4 separate regions of the Mus musculus genome follow, and regions 1, 3 and 4 are each linked to region 2. Evidence: chromatin contacts called from public HiChIP or PLAC-seq, Micro-C and promoter capture Hi-C data. All regions are on one chromosome and are shown on one strand. The core of a region is the stretch at or near the end of the contact, and the rest is flanking DNA. Distances in the headings are between cores, read along the strand shown.

Region 1 (3,404 bases), core at 692-3,191, 480 kb after region 2:
CAGGGACTTTCCTCTTCCTTGCTCCCAGAGGATGCGCCAGTGCACTGTGGTGACACCCTGTAGGGATGACAGCCATGCTCTTCAGCTCTGCGAATGCCTAGGAGCTGTGCAGAGTCCCAAACACCTACGCCTTCATGGAGCCTCCCATCAGCCAAGGCAGGACTGTTATTGCCTCCTTCATAGACACAGATTCAGAGGTCTGGGGGTGTGTGGTGGTGCGTGAGGATATTTCCCTGTGATCAGATAGATGAGATGTGGCACAGCTAGAATTCAGACCTAGATCCTGTGACATTTTAGCATTTTGTGCGAGATGAAGTTAGCCATTCTTCCCTGTTGGTGGCACTACTACCATCTTCTCTTCCTCTTCTCCTCCTTCCTTCTTAGGAAAATATGTATTTATTTTATGTGCATGGGTGTTTGTGCCTTCATGTATGTCTGTGCAGAACATACATTCAGTGCCTGAATGGGCAAGAAAAGTGCATCAGATCCTCTGGAACTGGAGTTACAGATGGTTGTGCGCTATCAAGCAGGTGCTAGGAATCGAACTTGGGTCCTCTAGAAGAGCAGCTAGTGCTCATAACTGCTGAGCCATCTCTCTAGCCCCACACCCTGACTTCTTAAGCCTCAGTCTTAGTTGTAAAGAGAGGACCACTTCCCAGGAACAAATGATTCACTAGGTCCAGTAGAATTGGTTACTACAGATTTTAAGAGCACTCTGGAGAGGGGCTGGTGGGCGTGGCCATGTGTCGAGCGTGCTGGGTACCAGCTGTAAGCTCTGCATCTTAGGTGCAGAACTCCCTTGAATTCTCGCAGCGCTCACGTGAGATTTGTTTTATAAATGTAGGATGAAGACTAGGAGATGATGTAGCTCTCTCTGCGCTATACAGCTCAGGGGTGGTGGAGCTGGGCCTTTGCTGGGCCTTTCCAGTGCCAAGACACATTCTCTTGGTGTGAGACCATGACAGATTGTTTTACCAGAGTGGTCGGGGAGGGGAGGCCCTGAGGGGTGTGGAGAAGGGGTTGGAAATAGCCAATCCTTCAGGCTGGGGGAAGGGAAGAGGGCTGGGGAACAGCCGGAACTATCAGGATGGGACCAGTCTTCATCACTCTCCCGAACACAGGGACTCAGTCCCCCAACTGATGCCTTGGCATTGAAGACCAGGCCTTCGTGGCTCTGCGGAGGTGACATCACTCATCCTCTGTGCTGGCTCCTTGGCTAACTGATTAGATGTGGTCATGGTGATGGGTATGACCCTGTCAGGATGACGCATCAGCCGTGGGATATCCTGGTGTGGGAAGAACTAGATTTAGCCCTGGACCATTTCTCTGTTCACTGCTTCTGTACGCTCGAAGCTGAGAGTGCTCTTCCACTGGCCCACCAACCCTTCCGAGCTCCAGCCTCCTTGCTGACCTTTGAAAGCACATCACGGTCAATAGCTCATCTGATCCCTCCTGTCTTTCACCCAGCAAGCATTTATGCAGCACCTACTGTGTGCCAGACACCGTTTCAGATGCTGTAGAAACCTGGGTGAGCCAGAGCGGTCGCTCTCCAGAGAAGAGGGAGGCCCCAGGCTGACTGGGTGGACCAGCCTGAGTCAGATCATCTCTGAAGGAAGTGTGTGGTGAGCTGAGCAGGAACTGGGCAGAAGGAAGGAAGTGATCTCTGAGCAGGAGTAGAAGCTGCTGTCTATACTAACTGTACATGGCAGTGGCAGGTGTTCGGGGGAGGGGACACCTGGCAAAGGCCAGTGGGAGAGAGAAAGGGAAGAGGTGACTCGGTTTCCCTTTACTGTCGCCATATTCTGGGATGTGCCCCGGGGCTGTATCTCGGACTCTGAATGTTTGATGATGACCAAGATGGGCTTCTCATGTTGCCCTGTTCACGTTTATCAGTGACACGGGGAGACAGGAGAGAGAGCACTCTAAGAGGTACCAGGCTTAGCTTTCAAAACTAACTTGAGGAAGGTTGGAGTGGAATGGGCAGGAGGAAGAAATGCAGGAAACAGCCCCGTTTACAGTAGCATCATAGAGTAGAAAACCCATGTTATTCTTGTGCCTTGCAAGTCTGACACTGTCCATCAAATAACAATCCCCGTCCCCTCCACCACAACCCAACAGCTGCTCTCTCACCTTGTTTGGGTAATAATCCTAAAAGTTGCATGAAGTCAGGAGCCCAAGTACAGCAGGGGCTGCAGACACAGAAGTGGGAGGAGCCAGGGGCTGGGTCACTTGTTCATTAGAAAGGAACGAACTCAGCCCTGTGAGTGACTTTCAGGTCCTGGGGCTGTAGCCCTAGAACTTGCATTTCTGAGATGCTGTCACTGGAGTTCAAGGTGGAGAAAGATGAGGGGGAGACCGTGTCTGTTCTGCCTGAGCCCATTTGCACAGGTGAGCATTGCTTTCAACCCCCACCCCAACCGAGTCCCACCCTCACATGCAGCATTTGCCGAGATGAGCGGCTGGATAGGGAAGCTCCGAGACGGGCCACCAGAGGCATCCCTGGGCCAGGAAGAGGACATATCAGGGGGTCCCTACAGGAGCCGGAGGAAGGGAGGATCAGATAGACCCAAAGACTGAACTAATGGTCACATACCCAGAGACGAACGGATGGCCTTACTTGTGACTTCCTTACTGACTCTGGACCCATGCAGGAAAAACCTTTCTCCTATGAGAATGTTCTTGTGTCTCATGGGCCCATGCACTTGAAACACCTGGTCCCTGGATCCCTCTGTAGAGAGTCGACTCTTGTTACGGAGTACAGCAGTGTTGGGGCCTAGATGCAAGAACGAGATGCGTGGACAGTTGTCGTCTATACAAGGCTGTGCCCAGACTTGCTCCATGCTTGCTCACCACAGACCACAGTCACAGACCTTGTGGGGATGGAGCTGAGTATAAACCTTAGCTCCTGAGTCCAGGTCTCTTTCTCTCAGTCCCTTGTCCAGCCTCTGAGCTGGGGATGAGTTGCCTGGAGCGGAGGCTCTGACCTATTATAGCCTTCCTCTAGGAGGTCTTTCCCCAGACACAGAAAATCTCAAAGGCAGAGGACATTAGGACCCGGGCACACTTGTCAGTCACGCCCCAGTTCTGCTTTCTCCCCTACCAAGCCCCAAAGCCACTGACAGAACAAACACCACGTCTGTATCTCTTCTGACTGGCCACTTCTCTATCTTCTGGAGGTTTCCATGAAAGGAGGCAGCTGGTCTTGAAGAGTCAATAGAAAGAGGTCACCAGGGAGTGAGTGCCATGTAGGACGCTTGCCATGGGGCATCAAGCTTCCAGAATAGCTCTGTAAGGCCATGTGCTTCCTTCTAGATGCAGGGAGTGGTCACAAGATGCTAGTGCCCAGCCTGAGGGAGCACAGGGCCCAGCCTGAGGGAGCACTCTAGGGCGGGACTTGGGGTGTG
Region 2 (3,112 bases), core at 609-3,108:
TGCCAATGGGGGGAGGGTTTTTCCAACACTGCATTACTTAAAGCGCCTTCCCAGCATTCTGGCTTTGGACAAACGTCTTAAGTCTAAATTTCTGTCTTTCTAGAATTTGAGACTTGATAGGCTTCAGCCATCCCTTCCCTTCCCTGGGGTGTCAGGCAAGGATTCTGGGAGGGATTGCCTTCTCTGAGACCTGGAGACTAAACACATAATTAGGAACAAATAATGTGTGTGTGTTATGTGGTATATGTTTGTTTGTGTGTATATGTGTGTGGTGTATGTGTGTTTATGTATGTATATTGCACATATGTATACATGTGTATATGTGTATTTGTGTGTATGCATGTGTGTGCATGTATGTGTGTGTGCATGTATGTATTTATGTGTCTGTGTTGTGTGTGTACATGTGTAGGTGCATGAATGTGTGTGTGTGTGTGTGTGTGTGTGTGTGTGTATAAAATTCAGTGTGGCACATGAGTGAGATATAAGCTTGGGCACATGAAAAGAGGCCAGTCATGAAGGGCTTATATGGCAGGTTAGGATTATAGACCAAACTAGTCCCGAGAGTGGACAAGAGAACATTAAAAGCTCTGGGGTAAGATAATCAGGTTCAAACGACAAAGGAATGTAACAAATGATCCTTATATTAATAAGAGTATGCAGCTTGTTAGAAAACGCTGAAGTAGATTTTGCTGGCGGACGACAACCCCAGAGTGCATTGAAAGCACTAACCTTGACATTCCACACATAACACAAGCAACACACACACACTTCCCCCACCTGTTCTGGGTGTCCTGTCCATTGAACATGGAGACATTTTAGAAATACACAGCTCTTTTGAGAATGTTCCCCAAGGTTCCTTACCCTTCCCTGGCCCCCAAACTCTGCGATAAGAATCCCCCACCACCCCCAATCAGGAAAGGGGTGTGAGCAGCAGGCAGCCAAAGACTTAGAAGTACCCTGGGCCAAGGGCCAGGGTCTATTTTTAGGACATTCTCTCATTGTCTGTTTATCCCGCAAACTCAGCCTAAAGCGTTCAGGAGAGTGTCATTTGGGCTGGATGGAGGAGGAAAGCGAGGTGCTCCCAAGATGCTCCCGAGGTGCTCCCGAGACCAATGCCAGTAGTAAAGTGATCATCTCTAGACAGTGTTATTTCCTCAGCTTCTCCTAGGAGCTCCCGAAACGAACTGAAAATTTATTCCAGCCCTTTCCAGCCCCTCCCACCAGTTGTAGGAATGTGCTACTTCACAAAGGGAAGATTGTTGATATACTATTAAAGTTTTGTTTAAAGTATGAGTTCTACTGTGCTCTGTTCCAGCGCTTCCTGCTCTAAAAGCAATACTACATTGACAACTGGAAAACAGAGCGCCCCCTAACAGCCTCCGGTCATCTTCCTCCTTTGTGCCTTTCTCCCGCCAAGAGACAATGCGTACATTAACCAAAAAATTTAGCAAACTGTTTTAATCCAGTCACAATGCAAGAGGGACAGTGGTTCGCCTTGTGTCTCGTTTTATATTTTCCTCGAGGGACAAAATAGGTGGCCCCAGGAATTCCACCGGTTGTAAAACGCGCCACAGAAATGCGAGCTGACTAACAGCACCTTAACCCTTTACATCCTGCAGCCTAGACCTGATTTTAAGGACGTCCTTCCCGGGTCCCTTGTCTCCCTCTTTATTCCTCTCCGGCAGCCAGATCCTTCTCGTCAGGTGGCTCTCTAATTTCGCTGCCCTCTCTGGAGCATCCGAGAGACCCAGAGGATGGTCTCCGAGGCGGGTCCAGAGTCCCTTACCGGCAACCGTCACGGTCGTCCTTAAGGACCTCCGCCCGGCGCCAGTAAAGGCGGGTGTTTTGTTCTTATAAGGAGCAAAAAGTTTCCGTGACAACGCGGAAATGAGTAACTCTGTTGCCCAGTAAAGCTGGGCGGGAGGAGTCCAGGAGGCGGGAGCCGCCTTGGTCTAGTCGCCCGCATCCCTGGATCCCCGGCAGCCTGCAGACCCGGGACCACGACCCGCGCTTGGAGCGAGGCCCACTCGGTATCCCTGCGGCGGCCGCGGCCGAACGTAAGTGCGGGGTTCGACTATGAGGCTTTGCTGCCCCCACAAGCTGAGTGTGTGGGATGAAGGGCGCTCAGGGGACGGAGGATCCCCGTAGATGTGCGTGGGAGATCGTGACCAGGAGCTCTGAGGGACGTCTGCGGGAACCCTGGCCGGGACCGACCCCGGGAACTCTTTTAATGCACGCCCAGGAAGTGGGCATTATCTCCCTCATCACTCTCCGGGTGTGATGCACTGGGGTCTCTCTGCCCTCGTCTGCGCCACGGAGCCCCCAGTGCCTTCAGCAATCTGAGAGGCAGGCGGCTTCTGCTTCGGAGCCCCTAGCCGTGCCACGGGTTTGTGCCTAGAGCCGGGACCTTCCATCTCTTAAACCGTGTTGGGTAGCCGAGTCTCAGTCCTGGGAGAAAGGAACGGGAATGACGTTAGTTTCTTCATAGCTTGTCTTGACGCAAGGAGGTTGCTTCAGGCCGGATGAAGCCCCTGCCACTTCCTCTTTCAAGACTCCTAGTGAAGTAGACCCTGCACGTTTTTCTCTTGGGCTGTGTAGTCTATGCCCCATTCTCAAGGCCCACTCTGAGCCTCCCTCATTCTGGCTGACAGGTGAAGAGACTCAGAAGTTCCTAACCCCGATTCCCCGTACAAAATGGGAAAATAGTGACAGAACCAGGGAAGAACTACATTTAGCCTTTTGCCCCTCTACCTAGTATGAGACTGGTCATTCTTGCCAAAACAGAAGAGGCCAGATACTGGTACCATGTAAGCCAATGTCGGGTGGTTTTCTGTTGCCTTTCGGATTTCTTCTCTTTTACAAACTAGCTCTGTTTTGGGAGAGGCTACCAGCTGAACCCAACACAGCTTTGTGTGGCCACTCGTCCAGGTCAGCGGTGAGAAGGGTGACAGAGGCCGCTGTCATTCGCCTCCTGCCTGCCTGCCAGCCTGGTATGCCTAAGTGGCCTTCGTTATTTGCTGATTCCGTGTGAATGTCTGCTGCCCCAGGCATTCTGCCTTCAGATTTTTCCACTTGTGGGTAACCACGTGGTGGTTATATTCACTTTCTGCCT
Region 3 (3,309 bases), core at 158-2,657, 290 kb before region 2:
AAACTTTTTTCCCTGCCTGCCCCCACTAGGAAAGCCTTCCAGCTTGGATGATGCAGCCCGGCTCCCAGCCTGGCTAGAACGTCATGTGCTGAGCAGCGACCCCAAAATGAACAAGTGTTCTGCTGTCCCTGTGGCCTCAGTCTCCCTAGCTCCCTGGTTCCCTTCACATGACCCCAGGGCTAAAAGGGAGCTCCTCCAGTCTCGGGAATTTGTCTAGAGATTTCTCCACATCAGCCCATGTTTACACTCACGAATTCAAGCATCCATCCTTTCCCCAGAAAAGAAAAAGTCACTCTCCGACCTGGATGCGGGAGAGAGTGACCAGATTCCTCACCCAGACAGCTTTTAAGACACACTTTCCTCTTAGCCCTCCAGACAGCCTCAGTACTGGGGTCTTCAGTAAACAGATGCACACGCCATCTTATAACAAAACTCGGCTAACCTGTTGGGGGCGTGAAGTGGGCAGGACAAACCCCTCTCTAAAAGTCCGGGGATTCTGATTCTCCTTCTGGACCCTGAGAAACTATCTGTCCCTCGCCCCTCTCCTCACCCCCCCCCCCACCACCCCCCGCCTCCCATTACCGTTACCCTCGGCTGTCAGGAGACTAGCGATCTGTGCCAGATGGGTACTCACACTGCTGTTGTGTCCCGACCAGTGCACCATGGCTTGGTTATGAGCCGAGTCCCCGGTCAGTGCAAAAGACGTGCTGGGCAGCCGGAGCTCCTCAGTGGACGCTCCTCCAGTCCGCGTCGCCCTCACCTCCTCTCGCGAACCCTTGGTGTGAGGACGGCTTCCTTTGGCACCATCTGCGAGAGCAGTAGCCCAAGAGTCCCCGCGCTCCAGGGGGCTTGGGGGCTGCGCCCGGCGAGTCCTCCTCGCACTGCCCGCCTGGCTAGGAGATGGAATGCCCGGGACCCACCTAGCGCCTTCAGGCGACATTCCCGCAGCTTCAGTCCGTATCTCCCCGCGGCTCGCCTGGGATAGTGGCTCTAGCCTGGACCGGCGTCTCGGTGCAGCGGCTCTCCGTGCAGATGCCAGCTCCTCAGGCCACCGGTTCTCCGCTGCCCGTGGCAAGAGAGGAGGCAACACTGGTGGTCGTGAAGCCGGGGACACCAGGCGCCCCGGACCTCCTGTCGCGCCCCAAGTGATCTCGGCGCCGGCCAGGACCCATGTTGACAAGAGCAGCAGCCCAGTCCGGGCGAGGGGTGCCCCGGGCCAGCCTGCGGGGCGCTCAGTGCCTGCCGCCTCCATCCCGCTGCGGCTACCACGGCTCGGGCTGCCGAGTGTGTGGCGCCCGCCGAGGTGCGGGTCCGATGGAGGGGGGGTGGGGGGTGCTGGAGGGATGCGCGCGCCGGCAAGCAAGCTAGCGAGTGTGTCAGGGGAATGAGGAGGGGGCGGCCGGGAAGGAGGTGGTTCGCCTGTCCCTTACACTCTTCCCCTCTGGATCGCTTGCTCCCAGGTCCAGAGGGTGATTCCAAAACCCAAAGGCAGTTTATTAAATGCTCTCTCGATGCTCTGGCCGGTTTGATGCTGTTGTTAAAATGCCCCCCCTCCCAATCTTTTCCACCGACCTCTTTTAAAAAATTTGTGAAAAGGAGTGTTCAGAGGGAATAGGGAAATCCTCTTAAAATGGGCAACGCTAGCTGGATCTTGGAGGAGGGGGGGGGGGGGCTCACAGCAGACCCTTATCCGGAGTCTTTCGGAAATCCAACCACCAGCCAGCCAGCTTCGGGCGCGGAGTTGGGAAGCCGCTCCTGGCTGCGTTTGGGGATTCACTCTTCGGTCTGTTCTTGGGAGCGGGAGACGGCGTGCGGGAAGTATAGGGTCTCCGGGAGGAGAAGGAGGAGTAAATTATCTCCACTGCCAACTGTTCTCGATCTGGAGACCAGGGCCAGGCGGGAGCTACCGCTCTGAAGCCAAGCGCGGGATGGACCCACGACTCTGCTCTGGGCTCCCCGCCCCCGGAGGCCTGCGCCCCCTCCCGGTGCGGGGGCGCGGGGAGTGCGTGCGTGCGCGTGCGTGCGCGCAGGCGAGAGAGGGAGAGAGGGAGACCAGGGTGTTCCAGGGCTGGAGGGAGGGCGCCTGGGGGGTCGGTACCTGGTTGAGCTGGGGGGGGGGGGTGTTGCTGGGTGTGCGGGGGCGCGCGGCTCCCTGCGTGCGCGTTTACACTGGCTTGTGTGAGTGAGAGCGGCGGGGCGGGGCGGGGCGGAGTGCGAGGTGCGCTCCGGCCGTGGGTGCTCGAGAATCACGCATAGGCTGTTTGCACATCCAGAAGCCTGTGAGTGGTCAGAGGCAATGTGGAGAACAAGGGTAGCACCCCTCTTCATGAGGCACGGTCCTCCAGCACCTGTGGGCGTCATCAGATTAAGCCGCCTGGAGGTCTGGAAAGCGAGCCTGAAAGCCGCCGGGCAAAGCAAAGGCTGATATTCTGGGGACCCTACACTAGATGTGGGAGGACAGTAGTAGATCCAGGTCCTGTTTTCCTGCCAGGGACTGCTAGGTCTTGCCCTTCTGACCCCCAGACGCGCTTTTGAGCAGGGCCACTTGTTTCAAAGTGTCTGCCACTATTTGGAAGGTCCCCTGCCCAAAGCAGCAAGCATTTATCAGGTCCCCTGTCCCCCGTGGCAGGAGGGTATGCGCGCCTGATGCGACTGGGACTCTTCCAGACCTCAGGAAGACAGAGACTTTGGTGAGGTGGAGAGAGGGGTGCTAAGCTTGAGGGCTGGCTGGAGACGTGGCTTACAACCTTTAGGACAGGTGGCCTCCAGGAAACACCGGAAAAGGATGGGGGAGGGGGGAGTGCCAAGGCTAAACGAGGAACATAGCCTCCAAGTTGTTCCTTCCCCTTAGGAATTAGAAGAGATTCTTTGTAGAAGGTGAAAGCTGGCGATGGAAGAGGAATTGTGGTTGGAGGTGTGAGCAAACAAAGAGGGGAAATGGAAGAGGGGAGGGGAGAGGATGATGCGAAAGAAGAGTAGGAACTCTGAGAACACCCTGGGAAAGATCAGGTGTGCTGCGATGCGAAGGAGCGGGGTTCTGGGCCTGAAGGATGCAAGCCAGGGATTCCCGGGAGCCCTCGCCTTTTGAACTTGCTTTCCCACCAAAGCTAAAATGAAAATTGGGAGCGGAGAAGATGGCTAGGCTGGACAAAGAAGACAAGGGTAATTCCCACCAAGAATGAAATGAACTTGGCATTCGTGGATTTTTTTCCAGACGCGGGTCAGCGCGTTGATGCAGGGGTGAAAAGTTGCAAAGCTACGGATCCAGGTGGGCGCTGGAGCCAGTGCTGGGAGAGAATAAGCTATCTG
Region 4 (3,212 bases), core at 321-2,820, 260 kb after region 2:
GCAGCTCAAGGCAGAACTCTAACCACAAGTTGACATTTTGAAAAGAAGAAGTAGCAGATGAAAATAAGCAAGGAGTTGAAGGGCATGAGTGCTCTTAATACTGTAGACTTGAACTCAAGTTCAGTGTCTTGCCTGTCTCCTCTCCTGGGGCTGTACCCAGGCCTTCACCAGTACCTATCGACCAGAGAGGAGAGGCCTTGCTAGCATCTCCACCGAGGGCCAAACAAGAGCAGGATTCTTAGGTCTGTGGGAAGAGTAAGTCAAAACCAGATACGGTGTCCATTCACCCAGGAACCCCGACTCCTTGGCTGGAGCTAGGTGCAGTGTAATGGAGGAGCGATGGCAGCATTTGACCTCATGTGTATATGTGGGTGTGTGTGTGCAATGGAACATCTGTTCATTTCACAACAAAGCTCACAGAATGGCTCTCTGCCCAGAGATGGAGGACTCTGGGCCCTAACCTCTGAGCCCTTCACTGCCACGCCCACCGGCTCTGGGGGCAAGGTTGTGTTGTGTTGTGTTGTGTTGTGTAGTGTTGTGTTATGTTATGTTGTGTTGTGGCTCCTTGGAGCAGTCCTTAACCCTTCAACTCTTGGTCCTATGTCTTCTTTTCTGCAGGTCTCACAGGACCCCAGGGACCTCAGGGTGAGTCATGCAGTCCCCGGATGCCATCTCCTGCCAGGACAGGACAGGCGCTATAGCCAGTGTCTCTCTAGTTACACAAGCCTGTCCTTCCCTTTCCCATCTCCAGTAAAACAGACTCGGGTTCTGTCACAGTGAGTGCTAATAAGGACCATAAGGGTGGTGGGGGGTGAACCCTGCACAGACCATGTAGGTGACATTCTGATATCAGTGATGCCAGATCCGGTTTGCTCCGTGCTCTGTCTCTGGTGCAGGAACACTCAGGAAGGATACTGCTGGCTAGGAATTCTCTTAAGAAATCTCTACCATGCACGCACATCCAGCCCCTCACTCTCTCTAGTCAGACAAAGAGAGTCATACCAAGCTCTGCAAAGGCCAACACGTGCTGCTAACTCTGGACACAGCAGTCAACAGGGAGAGGGACAGTGACAGCCTTGTAACCCAGAGTGACAGGGATCCTCCAGAGCCTCTGTCTACCTCAACCCAACCCTGCTGGGCCTCCATGTCTCACAGACAGACAGACAGACAGGCTTCTGGGGGAGAGCTCTGTGCCCACTCCAGGTGACTTCAGGCAGGGCCTGAGTGGATCCTGCTGCTTCTGTCAGGCAGCCCGTGTGGCCACACTGAGTGGCAGAGTGCTGGCTGGTTACTGCCAGAGGGGAGAGAGGGAGGGCAGACATCCAGAGCTGCGGGGCCTTAATCATCCTGACTGACTTGTGTTTAATCACATCAGGACTTCCTGGTAGCCCTGGCCGACCAGGGACTAAAGGTATGTGATTTCTCCCAAGGAGCTTTTTTTCTTTTTCTTTTTCTTTTTCTTTTTCTTTTTCTTTTTCTTCTCACCAGCCATTTTTACAGCCGGGAGGGGTTGACAGGCAGGAAGGTCTGCTCTGACCAGAGCCTGGACCAACAGTGGCATCTAGTGGTTCCAAAGGAAGGCTGAGAGGAGGGAGTGCCGAGGCCTGAGTCCTCAGGCCCACTTGTTCCAGGCTGAACCCTGAGGCTTATTTTCATGTCCCCAGGTCCTTGTGGCAGGAAGATAGGAAAGGAAGCTTGCTTGCTCCCAAGCTTTCTAAGCCTATTTGACTTTTAAATGCCTCTAAAATACTCCTGACGCCAAGGTCTACTGAGACCAGAGCCACCCTGATTCCCCCACCCTGTCCCAGGTGTGACTGAGGACAGCAGAGACGCAGAAAGAGGTGTCTATAGGAAGGAAGAGGTGCCTTAACCCCACCAGGGGACAAGTCAAAGGACTATAGGGTGTCTGGCTGGGGCAATGCAATGCCACACAGGCTCAGAGTAACACTCTAGTTCAGTCCTGCCCATCAGACCCCAGCCCTGGGCAAACCTAGGAATGCTGGGTGCTCAGGGTCACACACACTCTTTTCCGTCCTGTGTCCTCACTTTCCTGAGCCTTGGCACTCTTCATCACAAACATCCCCAAGTGGGACCCTAGAAAGAAAAGGTTTGAAAAACTATTATTTCTAATGAGCGGCTGAGCCACAAAGATCTTTGCGGATAAATGAGCACAGCTGTAAAATATGGCAGCCGAGTTCCTACTTCCCAGGCCAGTGGACCTCTGGTGGCTTCCGTAAGGCCTCATAGGGTTAGGGGAGACCATAGAGTATTCCTTGGGGGCTGCAGGCTCTCCTGAAGGAGCTGCACTTCAGACGCAGGTTGTCGATTGTTAGAGTGTACTCTCTCCGAGCAGTCTCCTGCCTTGGCCTTGAGCCCTGGCTGGGGGAACGTGAGCAAAGCGCACCCTTTTGCTCTCCCTGAGAGGAAACCAAAGCCACCCTTCCCTGTGGGGCTTACCATCATTGTTCACACACCTTAGCGTCCAGGGAAGGGCTTTGGTCAAAGGAGCGTCTCTGGTTAGTTCTAGGAGTAAAGCTGAAGTGTGCCAGGCAGGCTCTCTCAGCGAGCCTGGCTCCCAGCTCCAGAATTCATGCCCTCTCTAGTCCTTTGCCAGCCCCAAGCCCATCCAGCCATGGATTGTTAGTCAAGAGGTGCTGGAGTGGTGGATATGTACAGAGACCCATGAGTCCTGCATCCTCTTGCTGGAAGCCCTTCACTCACACATCCTTTCTTGTCCCTCAAGACCAACGGTACACAGGGAATTCACCCATGGGATCGTGACTTTTATTTATCCTTTGATCTTCAGATAATTTCTCCGACTATGGCCATTACAGGAAGAAAAGATGGGGCGGGGCTGAGAACGAGACTCAGGTTGGCCCCCATTCTGGCCTCGTGGAAGGGCACATTCCTCCACAGCCTCCCAGGAGACCCCTTCTCTGAGAGACGACCAAAGCTCTGGCCCTGGGTCTAAGTTGAGAGATAAACACTCAGTGTAGCATAGGCTCCCTTCATTACTACAATCCCATTAGCTTGAGGGCAAGAGGACCACAGGTGGCCCTCGGTGCAACCAGAGGCTCTGAAAATGATTCATCAAGCCACTGGTTAATCCTCTTGCCCACTCCCTTTGTCCTCCCCAGGCGAACCCGGCGCTCCCGGCAGAGTCATGACTTCAGGTAGGCAGCCCAGGAGGGTACGTCCCTGAGTTCTATTTG

The links. Promoter capture Hi-C pulls out the DNA fragments that hold promoters and counts their contacts. A called contact is a pair of places that touch in the nucleus more often than the background predicts. HiChIP or PLAC-seq counts read pairs in DNA pulled down with a chosen protein or histone mark.
Region 1: a contact with region 2 is called in an H3K4me3 HiChIP or PLAC-seq map of bone marrow-derived macrophages, with 3 times the contacts expected there. The contact joins the enhancer-like site here to the promoter of Itprip in region 2. A contact is called at or near these places in 5 of 39 promoter capture datasets (the 3T3-L1 cell line, the C10 cell line, hippocampal neurons and 1 more), 1 of 484 Hi-C or Micro-C datasets (CD4 T cells), 3 of 115 datasets of contacts at active chromatin or transcription factors (bone marrow-derived macrophages, memory CD8 T cells and pancreatic cancer cells) and 1 of 9 other capture datasets (liver).
Region 3: a contact with region 2 is called in a Micro-C map of embryonic stem cells, with 2.1 times the contacts expected there. The contact joins the promoter of Sorcs3 here to the promoter of Itprip in region 2. A contact is called at or near these places in 2 of 39 promoter capture datasets (embryonic stem cells and liver), 1 of 484 Hi-C or Micro-C datasets (embryonic stem cells) and 1 of 115 datasets of contacts at active chromatin or transcription factors (embryonic stem cells).
Region 4: a promoter capture Hi-C map of the HPC-7 cell line shows a contact between it and region 2, with 8 times the contacts expected there. The contact joins the enhancer-like site here to the promoter of Itprip in region 2. A contact is called at or near these places in 10 of 39 promoter capture datasets (the 3T3-L1 cell line, 3T3-L1-derived adipocytes, the HPC-7 cell line and 6 more), 1 of 15 datasets of contacts at CTCF or cohesin (the NIH/3T3 cell line), 21 of 484 Hi-C or Micro-C datasets (the AML12 cell line, the Ba/F3 cell line, the C2C12 cell line and 11 more), 5 of 115 datasets of contacts at active chromatin or transcription factors (DN3 thymocytes, the HPC-7 cell line, bone marrow-derived dendritic cells and 2 more) and 3 of 9 other capture datasets (adipose tissue, embryonic stem cells and liver).

The regions. Positions count from the first base shown.
Region 1 is chr19:47,439,983-47,443,386 of GRCm38.p6, reverse strand. The region is part of intron 1 of Sh3pxd2a (SH3 and PX domains 2A); the gene reads left to right. Among named protein-coding and RNA genes, the nearest start is that of Gm52384, 14 kb to the left of the region's middle. Within about 2 kb of position 1,941, at least 98 of the 459 cell types and tissues checked have an H3K27ac peak or open chromatin away from gene starts, as enhancers often do. A contact at or near this core is called in bone marrow-derived macrophages and memory CD8 T cells, where this site is marked.
Region 2 is chr19:47,918,069-47,921,180 of GRCm38.p6, reverse strand. It overlaps Itprip (inositol 1,4,5-triphosphate receptor interacting protein), which reads left to right and starts at 1,858. Exons shown (of 2, transcript NM_001362458.1): 1 at 1,858-2,057.
Region 3 is chr19:48,204,123-48,207,431 of GRCm38.p6, reverse strand. It overlaps Sorcs3 (sortilin-related VPS10 domain containing receptor 3), which reads right to left and starts at 1,407. Exons shown (of 27, transcript NM_025696.3): 1 at 635-1,407. The coding sequence starts at 1,252.
Region 4 is chr19:47,657,424-47,660,635 of GRCm38.p6, reverse strand. It overlaps Col17a1 (collagen, type XVII, alpha 1), which reads left to right. Exons shown (of 54, transcript NM_001290825.1): 32 at 619-645; 33 at 1,376-1,411; 34 at 3,138-3,173. Among named protein-coding and RNA genes, the nearest start is that of Col17a1, 33 kb to the left of the region's middle. Within about 2 kb of position 1,570, at least 94 of the 459 cell types and tissues checked have an H3K27ac peak or open chromatin away from gene starts, as enhancers often do. A contact at or near this core is called in 3T3-L1-derived adipocytes, the AML12 cell line, the Ba/F3 cell line and 11 more, where this site is marked.